Linked DNA regions of Oryctolagus cuniculus: region 2 is linked to region 1. The links are chromatin contacts, called in public Micro-C maps. All regions are on one chromosome and are shown on one strand. The core of a region is the stretch at or near the end of the contact, and the rest is flanking DNA. Distances in the headings are between cores, read along the strand shown. Region 1 overlaps AKNAD1 (AKNA domain containing 1). Region 2 holds the start of PRPF38B (pre-mRNA processing factor 38B).

The links. A called contact is a pair of places that touch in the nucleus more often than the background predicts.
Region 2: a contact with region 1 is called in a Micro-C map of ear pinna, with 3 times the contacts expected there. The contact joins the promoter of PRPF38B here to the enhancer-like site in region 1. A contact is called at or near these places in 2 of 6 Hi-C or Micro-C datasets (ear pinna and an unstated tissue).

The regions. Positions count from the first base shown.
Region 1 is chr7:61,602,154-61,606,991 of mOryCun1.1, reverse strand. AKNAD1 (AKNA domain containing 1) reads right to left here. Exons shown (of 13, transcript XM_051856199.2): 11 at 4,229-4,310; 12 at 1,801-1,930; 13 at 681-1,055. The coding sequence ends at 924. Among named protein-coding and RNA genes, the nearest start is that of AKNAD1, 59 kb to the right of the region's middle. Within about 2 kb of position 1,856, at least 2 of the 8 cell types and tissues checked have an H3K27ac peak or open chromatin away from gene starts, as enhancers often do. A contact at or near this core is called in ear pinna, where this site is marked.
Region 2 is chr7:61,751,762-61,756,532 of mOryCun1.1, reverse strand. PRPF38B (pre-mRNA processing factor 38B) reads left to right here and starts at 2,715. Exons shown (of 6, transcript XM_051856211.2): 1 at 2,715-3,288. The coding sequence starts at 3,010. It also overlaps the pseudogene LOC100343575.

The DNA.
Region 1 (4,838 bases), core at 607-3,106:
GCAATAGGCAATGGCAGTTTGAATTTTGATCTTTTCCTGGGCCAGCTTTACGCAGGAGGATCTGCTCCCACGATGTTGGACAGCCGCGCCATCATGCAGGCAACAACCCTGCAGTACCGCGTCACCCTGCTCTGAAGTCGGGTGGGTCAGGTGTATGAAATGCACGTTCCACTTCGGCAATTTCCAACCTACAGTGAGTTTCTCAGGCTGTAACCCCTCGTAGTCAAGGAGTGTCTGTACTATGAAGTTTTCTTTAAAGGTTGCATAGATTCTTATTACTTTTTTTAATTAATTTATTTATTTGAAAGAGTCACACAGAGAAGGAGAGGCAGAGAGATAGAGAGAGGTCTTCCATCCAATGGTTCACTCCCCAATTGGCCACAATGGCCGGAACTGCGCCGATCTGAAGCCAGGAGCCAGGAGCTTCCTCCAGGTCTCCCACGTGGGTGCAGGGGCCCAAGGGCTTGGACCATCCTCCACTGCTTTCCCAGGCCGTAGCAGAGAGCTGGATTGGAAATGGAGCAGCCGGGACTAGAACTGGTGCCCATATGGGATGCCGGCGCTTCAGGCCAGGGTGTTAACGCGCTGCTCCACAGCGCCAGTTCCTAGATTCTTGTTACTTTCACAACAGTTTATGAGAGTACCTATTTAACCCCACCCTCAATAGTAAAATTTGCTGGTTTGTTTTGACTTCTTTTATTGTAAATTAGGAAGAACATAGGTTTATTTTAAAATAAATACTTGATTTTAAGAGCCCCCCCCCATTAAAGCACGTTGTGTTACCTCTTTCTTACGCTTTGGATGTGTTCTCTAGAAAGTCATCTTCCTAAATTGTGTAATAAATAAAATATGTGGGTGGGGACGAGGACGATCAAGTTTTCTAGTAAGTTTGTTCCTTCTAGTCCTCGGTACCTGGGGTTGAGCTAGTATTGCAGCCGATTCCTCCATCTCTCTGCCTTGGCAAGGTCTTCTGTAATCGTTTTAATCATTTGATCAGTAGTTTTTTTCAAAACGCTTGCCGTCTTTAGGGCATGATCCAAAGCTGCGCTTAAAATCTACAGAGGAAAAGTCCACACATTTTAGTTACATAAGTTTACCACTATTTCTGTTCATTGTGTTCTCTCGTTATTAAACATTGCCAGGTGGAATTTTTGGAGTAGGCTTTTTCCCATAGTTTATTTCTGTGTTTCAGGGCTGGTTTCCTAGGGAACCAGCCTCAGATGGAATATATTTGTTAGGGAAAGGAACAGAGAAAAGAGCAACACGTGACTGATGAGCGAGGGCGAGGTCAGCAACCTGCCGGGCTGTCTCCCTGCTGCAGAGAAAGAGAAAAACAAGGAAAGCTCTTAGGGGGCGTCACCATGGAGAGGGGACCCCCAGGATCTGCGCATGCGTGTGTGTGTGTGTGTGTGTGTGTGTGTGTACACGCGCTCACACTGGAAAGTGGCCTGGGGATTCGAGTTAATGATTTGAAAACAGGAAACTGCTCGCAGCCCTAACCACAGGGTCACTGGCACAGATTCCAGTGCCTTCCACCCGGGCCGGGGGAATCCCCGTAGCTGAGGCCCCCCACCTGCAAAACACTTTCTCCAGGAAATTTCCCTTGCCATCCACTGAGGAGTCTTTCAAACCCTGTGGCTGCGGAGTCCGTGACTTTGGGTGTTTGCGGAACACAAAATCGGCTTTAGCAGCGCCTTTTCTGCACCCCTGCCCGGTGGTAACTTCCAAGCATCCGCCCTGTGCTCATCAACACCCAACTTCCTGGCTGCAAGGCCCGGGCAGCTTCCCCCGCGTGCTCACCCTAGATTCCGTTTGCTCAGCCACGTTAAGGTCACCCAGGGATTTGCTCGCAGAGATCCTGCAGCGCTGGAAAGGGCGAGAGGGCGATGCCGGGGCCGGGCTGGAGGCTGTGGGGCTCTGAACATTTTTTCTGGAAGGCAAAAGCACGTGGGTCCTGAGGCGAGCTCGGGGCAGCTTCCAGCGCGGCGTGGGGGCCGGGGCTCTGCCACCTCGGGTGGCTGTCGCGGTCGCCGCCGATGGCTGACCACAGCTGGAAAGGTGGCTGCTGTGACCACGGCACCATTTCCTCCTGCAGTTTGCCCCTTTTTTTACTTCGGTACAGACAGAGGCAAGACTCCCAAGAGATTTTTATTCCGTTTTCCTTCTTTTGGACTACCCTTCTGCTCTGCAAATCTATGAAAGCAAATATATACACAAAACTGCCGGTTGCAGACACGCCGGGATGAGTTCATTCTAGCACCAGTGAGCTTAGATCGCCAAGAGGTGGAGCAATTAAAAAAAAAAAGCAGCACCCTTCTAAGGGGGAGAGCTATACCACTGCAGGGAAGTCCTGTCCCTGAGGGATGGCCCTAAGCGTGCACCAGCTGAGCAAGGGCTGCCAGGGCCAGGGTGTTGTTCAGGTTGTGCACTGTGTAGCTCTCGGAGAGTTCTTTCACACAGTCCATGGGAAGGGCACTGCTGGGAATTATTTTACAACCTTGAGTGGTGGCCCTAAAGGATGACACACACACCACCAAAAAACCCGCGATCTATGCCCCAGACACTATCCTAGGCTCTAGCCCCTCCCCCCTCCACAATTGCTGGAAGCCAGGTGACCACATGGCCCAACCACATGTGTCAGCTCCACCCCCACCCTAATGGGATTCGCTGCTCCTGCTTCCCTGCCCATCCGACCCTCGGCAAAGTTTTAAGAGGACCTGTTCTTGAACACATCTCTCTCTCTCTCTCTCTCTCTCTCTCTCTCTCTTTCTGTGTGTGTGTGTGTGTGTCTCGATCGATCTCTCTTGCACTCTCCTCTCTCTCTCTTTTTCCTTCTTTGCCCCTTCCCTCCGGCCTGTCGGATTCCCCCACCGATAAACCCTTTCCCTTAATAAATACATAATAAAGGATGCCGCAGGCACCTGCCATCGGATGGCAGCTCTGTCATGGCGCCACCCCACACCGCCGCCAGCTTTGAGACTCCCTCTGTCAAGCAGTACTTCCCTGGCACTTACAGCGCGTGTCAGCCATCTCATCTCCAGAAGGTTCCACTTCAAAGCTTGCGTCCCCAGAGCCTGCCTTCATCCCTGTCCCCCACCATATGAACATGCGCTGGTCCTGCAGCCTGGTGTAACACATGGGCTCTGTCCTCCAGGTCAGAGGTGACTCAGCATGAGTCATGATGAAAACTTCCAGGCAGGGAGGGGCAGTGTGGTGCAGTGGGAAGCGCATGGACCTCACAATCCCCTCCCCCCATATCCAGTTGGCCACCACTTTCCACAGTACTAGCAACAGCTACCACTTGCTGAGTGCTGACCACGAGCTGGGTGCCGTTGCAAGTACTTTATGTGCACTGACTCAGTCCCCCGTGGGTTTGGTGCAGTTACTGTCCCCATTTTACATACAGAGGCGTGGAGGCACAGAGAGGACACAGCCCCAAGATGTAAGTCCCCAAAGGTCGCTGTGCTGTGGGTTCAGACTGAGTGGGTCTGATTACAGATCCTGGCTCCTGGCCATTGCGCTGTGCTGTTGGTTCTGCCTGTTGAACAGCCCTCCAGCGCCCAGACCTCTCTCCGTCTCGGCCGCCCTCAGCCATGCTACCGTTGTCCCGCCTGGATTATCGCACTGGCTGCTGCTTTGGCCTCAGTGCTCCATCTTTGATTGCTCTGCTCCAGTCCGCCTCTCTCAGTAGCTACAGTGATCTTGTAAAACACTTAAAAATTTTTTTAAAATCAACTCCCTGGTTAACTTCATCGGCTTCCCGGGGTTCCCCGGAGTCTGAACTCCGTCCCATGGCTGGCGTGCCTCTGTGTAACCTGGCTCTGCCTGCCCCACAGGTCTTGCGTCCCGAGACCCATCTCGCCCCTACCACTGCCTCTTCTGCGCTCCAGCCACATACCTCTGCACTTGCCAAGGGCCTTCCCACGGCGGGTGGCCGTCTTAGGTCCGTTCTTCACTCCTTGTGGGCCCCTGCTGGTTCATTCACTCTTAACCGGTGAGAGCTTCCTGCCCCCACCCCACGTCCCCATTCTTGGCTCTTACAGAATTGTCTGGCTCCTCAGCACCTAGTATCGGGCCCTGCTTTTGACATGTGAATGAAGTATGCGATAGGCTCAGGTTTGAATCCAGGCCCTCTTACTTATGATGCTCTTTTACAGAAACGCGTCCTAGGACCCAACCAGTGATGGCTGGTTTCGTTCTTGGGAGTGAATGGTAACATAATACTTACTTTCCTGGTGTGGGCTCCTGTTCATCTGGAAGGGATTTTGAATTCACTTTCTGGGAACAGATCCGCTTGGGTCTCGAGCAAGCTGAAAAATGTTCACTCTGATTAAATTCAGAACATCAGAAATGATCCCCAAATGGCGGACAGGTACAAGCAGGCATCCCTGCCGAGCTTTTCAGCATGAATGAAACGATTCATGAAATGTTTACACACATGTAAGTAAGAAAGGTAGAGAACACAGAAAACAAGGAACCGTCTAGCATGTACGTAATCTGAATTCAGGAAAAGAAATTCAACTTTTAAAAGGAGTTTTATCAGCAGACCAAACAGCAGGAGTTTGCTGGGTGCTTGCTGTGTGACCTGGGCATGCCGTCCTCAGGTCTCTGAGCACAATGCTTCACCTGGTAACAGGAGGATAAGCGCTTCCAAGAGGTTGGGCCAGATGCATTCCTGAAATCCTCTCCAACTTCAGAGCAAGAGTGCTAGGAGTCAGAAATTAATGTTGTTGCTAAGACAAATACAGAGAATAGAGACTAAACAGAGAAGAGAAATGGGAGGAGTCACCCGGGAAGGCAGGAAAGGAGGGGAGCCGAGTCCTGCCCAGCAAACCTGC
Region 2 (4,771 bases), core at 1,466-3,965, 150 kb before region 1:
TGATTGTGTGGATTTTTCAAAAGAGGATTAATTGACTGTAAAAACTTTTTTTAAAAAAGATTTTATTTATCTGAAAGGTAGAGTTACAGAGAGAGGGAGAGACAGAGAGGGGTCTTCCATCCACTGGCTTACTCCTCAAATGGCCACCACAGTCAGGGCTGGGCCAGGCCAAAGCCAGGAACCAGGAGCTTCTTCCAGGTCTCCCACGAGGGTGCAGGGGCTCAAGCACTTGGGCCACCTTCTATTGCTCCCTCAGGCACATTAGCGGGGAACTGGATCACAAGTGGAGCAGCTGGGACTGGAACGGATGCCATAAGGGTTGTCAGTACTGCAAGGGGAAGTATAACTTACCATGCAAAGACTTTTTAGGGGCTGGTGTTGTGGCATAGCAGGTAAAGCCTGCAGTGCCAGTACCCATACTGGTGCCGGTTCAGGTCCCAGCTGCTCCACTTGTGATCCACCTCCCTACTAATGTGCCCAGGGAAGCAGCGGAGGGTGACCCAAGTGCTTGGGCCCCTGCACACCCAGGTGAAGCTCCTGGCTCCAGGCTTCAGCCTGGCCCCGCCTCAGTCATTAGGGCCATTTGGGGAGTGAACCAACAGATGGAATAACTATAATTCAGCCTTTCCAAAAGAAAAAGAAACAAGGAAAGATGGAAAAGATCATGTATACAAAGAATTTACAAAGATCATAGCATTTGGCAATTAAAGTGTCACTATGTAAACTCAATAAGCTGTTATTATTATAGCAAAAAACAAAAATAGATACCCAGGGGCCAACATTGTGGCACACCAGGTTAAGCTGCAACTTGTTAACCAGCATTCCATACCGGAGTTCTGGTTGGAGTCCCCGCTGTGTCCACCTGATTCAGCTCCCTGCTAATATGGCTAGGAGGGCAGCAGCAGATGGCCCAACTACTTGAATACCTGCTGGAGTTCCTGGCTCTTGGCTTTGCCTGGCCCAGCCTTGGCTGTTGCAGCCACTGGGGAATGAATCAGTGAACCAGTAGATGGAAGATCTCTGTCTCTCCCTCTCTCTCTCTGTCATTCTGCCTTTCAAATAAATAAATATTTTAAAAAGTACATACACAAAAAGAACTAAGTTAAAAAAATGTTTAACTTGGTAATTCAGAGGATAGGATCATCAGTTTTCCTTGGGAAGTAGTTTGATATAAACCATTGTATAGAAAAACAAGATCTATGAGCACAAAATGAAAATGACTTCTATCAAAGCTTCAGTTCTCCTACATTGCAAAATAAAGGAACTAGAAAGGGTGATCAATTATGGACTGTGTCCAGCCCCAAACATTACTCAATTCATTCACTTATGTCTTTATCTTTCCTTGCATGCTCTTACACCCTAACTGCTGGTTTGGTTCCTATTTTTCTGCTTGCTTGTCTTTCTCTCTCCTCTCTTGGTTCATCTTCACCCAGGTGAGAATTTTCCCAAAGGTTTCTGTCCTATACTCTTCCCTCCCTCTGTGTATGTGTCACTGAAGTTAAGATCACCATCTTCAAACTTACTTACCTAAAAGTTTCTAAGAAAGAGTAATTTACAAGTGCCACAACGAGAAATCAAATAGGATGAAGGATGAAAAAGGTCACTGCATTTTGGCAACGAGGATGCTACCGAGTGAGTCATCCAAGTTTCTGAGTAGGGTAGCGATGCGCTTTTGGATCGGCTCTGGCTATCTTGTGAAGAATGGATCGAAGCCAGAAAATATTAGCATCTTAAAGCAGACTTTAAGGTCACGGATGTCATTATGTAACACTTGGATTTAAATGTCACCAAATTCCTAACGTTTCATCTTCGCATTTCAGGCACTTCACAGCCATTACTCCCCCATCAGGGCATCTACTGGCTCTTTACCCTCTGATGAACCTGTTCTTTCCTGCTTCTATATGCTCAGGCTATTTCCTGCCGAATAACTGCTGGCCCCATTCCCCCTGCAGAAAACTTCAGCGCCTTCTGTAATCTCTCAACGTCCCAACACCAGGCACCTTCTCGGTAGCGTTTTTAGTAGCTGTCGAGAGCCGAGATCGACGCTGACTCGTTTTTACACCTGTTTCCCAGCCCCTCCTGTGCTCCCTTCACCGTGCCTAACCCAATGTTTACCACTCACGATGCACCCTAAGAATTGGAAGGTCTCGAGCAGGGAGGGAAAGCGCCTACCAGGTGCCTGGAACATACTACCAGGCGCTACAGGAGAGTAGTTCCTTTAATGCTCACAACGGCCCTGTAGGACGTTATCCTAATCTCACAACCGAGTAAATCCAGGCTCGAACGTTTAGACCGCCAGTCGCCTGCTGGAGCGCGGCGAAGGACAGAAAGACCTTTGATCCGAGTTACAGGGAGGAGTGAGGGCCCTGACTACCATCCCTTCCGGAGAATCTTAAAACAGTGAACTCGGGAAATGGAGTTAAAGCGTTACGAACTCGCAAGCACCGAACGGCCATGCGAATCCCTTCCTGTTCGTCAGAGAACCGAGGCTTCCAACCTAAACACTGAAACGTACAGAAAGGGCCTACGACGCCCTCCCCCAGCCCCCTGGACTCCCAGGGGGAACCTTAGGCGCCGAGCGCACTCGGCCACCGTAGCGGCTCCAGCGAGCCGAGAACGTGCGGAACGAGGAAGAGGAATCTCCAGCCCACTTGGGCGCCTCTGATTGGCCGCTGGCTCAGCTTGGAACGCCGGGGCGCGCTGCGTCACGTCCGCCCGGGCCGCCATCTTGTTCCCAGGGGCAGTTGGCGGAAGAGATCGCGCTCCCTGGCCGCCGGCTTGCCTTCTGCTGGAGTTTTTCGCGGTCCGCGTCTCGCCGTGTGCCGTCGGCCCGAGGTCCGTCCGTCGGTGTCCCCGGTTGCCCTCCCTTCTCCGGCTGGGGCTCAGCGAGGCGGCCCCCTCTCCCGACGGCGTTCCATGGAGTAGGGTCCCGGACCGTTGTCCCGAAGAGAGAGATCGAGCTGGGCCCCCTCCCCCTCCCTCTCCCTCCCTCCTTCCTTCCGCCGCAACATGGCTAACAACAGCCCGGCGCTGACAGGCAACTCGCAGCCGCAGCACCAGGCGGCCGCGGCCGCGGCCCAGCAGCAGCAGCAGTGCGGCGGCGGCGGCGGCGCCACGAAGCCGGCCGTCTCGGGCAAGCAGGGCAATGTGCTGCCGCTGTGGGGCAACGAGAAGACCATGAACCTCAACCCCATGATCCTGACCAACATCCTGTCGTCGCCTTACTTCAAAGTGCAGCTCTACGAGCTCAAGACCTACCACGAGGTGGTGGACGAGATCTACTTTAAGGTACGAAGCGTCTAGGCCTTGGGCTTGGGGGTAAGTTCGGCGGGGCGGGGGGGGGGGGGGTAGGTGTGGAGGAAACGGGCGGAGGCGGCCCCCGAGACTGAGGGTGTGTGGGTCGGGGGGCGGTCGGGCGGAGGGGGCGCTGCGGGCCTGTAGTCCCTCGGAGAGGGGCTCGGACTGGGGCCGCCCTCTGCGTTTCCTTTTCAGATTTTAGGGCCCGGAGAGCCCGCCACTATTGCTCTTCCTCCTCCCCCAAGCTCCTGCCCGCCCCTAGGGAGTTGGGCAGGAAGGGTGGGGGAAGAGGCGAGAGTAACAGGAGCCTCTCCAGCTTACAGCTCTAAAATGATTCCTTTTGACGCGGATCTGCCGAGCGCCAGCGTGCTGGTGCTTCTCCCGCTCACCCCGGGCCAGGGCGTGTAGTGACTGCAGTGTTGGCCTCGTGTTGTTGGTACTCACTATCCAGTCCAGACAGGGACGTGGTCAGTGCGTGTGTGTCGGGCCGGGGTGGGCAGGGTTGAGGGTGGAGAGGTGCCAGTGCAAGAGGTGTACAGAAGGCCTGGAAATTTTCCCAGCAGGAAGTTAGGAGTGAGAGGTCGCAGCCACCTGTGCATTGGGCTTACTTAGCGTTATCTGGGCCCTGGGCTTCTGCGGCAGGGTCGGTGCTGGCTTGGCTGTGCTGGGGAGCTCACCTGGCGCCTCCTCACTGCACTCTTGTCTCAGTTCTTGTTTCGTTAGCAGGATTGACTCAGTCTTGCAGCGAGGCTCGGAGCAGCCCAGGGTCGCAGGTAGAGGTATGCACTATTAATCATGCTCAATCGCCATAAATGCATTTCCCTGGTTACGTGAACGGCTAATTAGATTTTTTTTCTGGCCATTGATTTTGGTCTCCACCAATTAGATAGGTGTTCTCCACTTCCCTGCAAATTTTGTAGTTTTAAAAATATCTTCCAGGCCTCCGAAGGTTAATTTATATTTTAAAGAATATTATTAATACCCTAAACGGTCTTTTAAGTATTTCAGCGCATCTTAATATGCAATCTGTTTGGTGTATATTGACACTGAAAAACTCGAGACAGACCACCTCAAGTATTTTCTGTCACCTGAGTACATGTGTAGAGATGTTAACAAGGATGTTACTTGTTTGGTCTCCCCACCCCCAATTAAGGGATGAGATTATTGAAAGATTTTTGAGAAATAATTTTTTCCTAGAAAACATCTTGAGGAATACAGTTCAATTTTGGGAATATATAAAGTATGCAAATATATGTGGTGTTCTCTTAGAAGAGTCTATAGTAGGTCTAACTGTAGTACTGTGAAACAGATTTTTTGTGTGTTTTGTTTTTTTAGCTTTTAAAAGGTAAGACCTTTCCAGCATGGATACATTATGGTAAATAGTATTCAACCCTTAGCTTTATTCAGTAAGCTTTGAACACTTGAAAATTGGGTTCCTGCTATTTTCAGCAAATTTTCTTTTATAACATTGGCA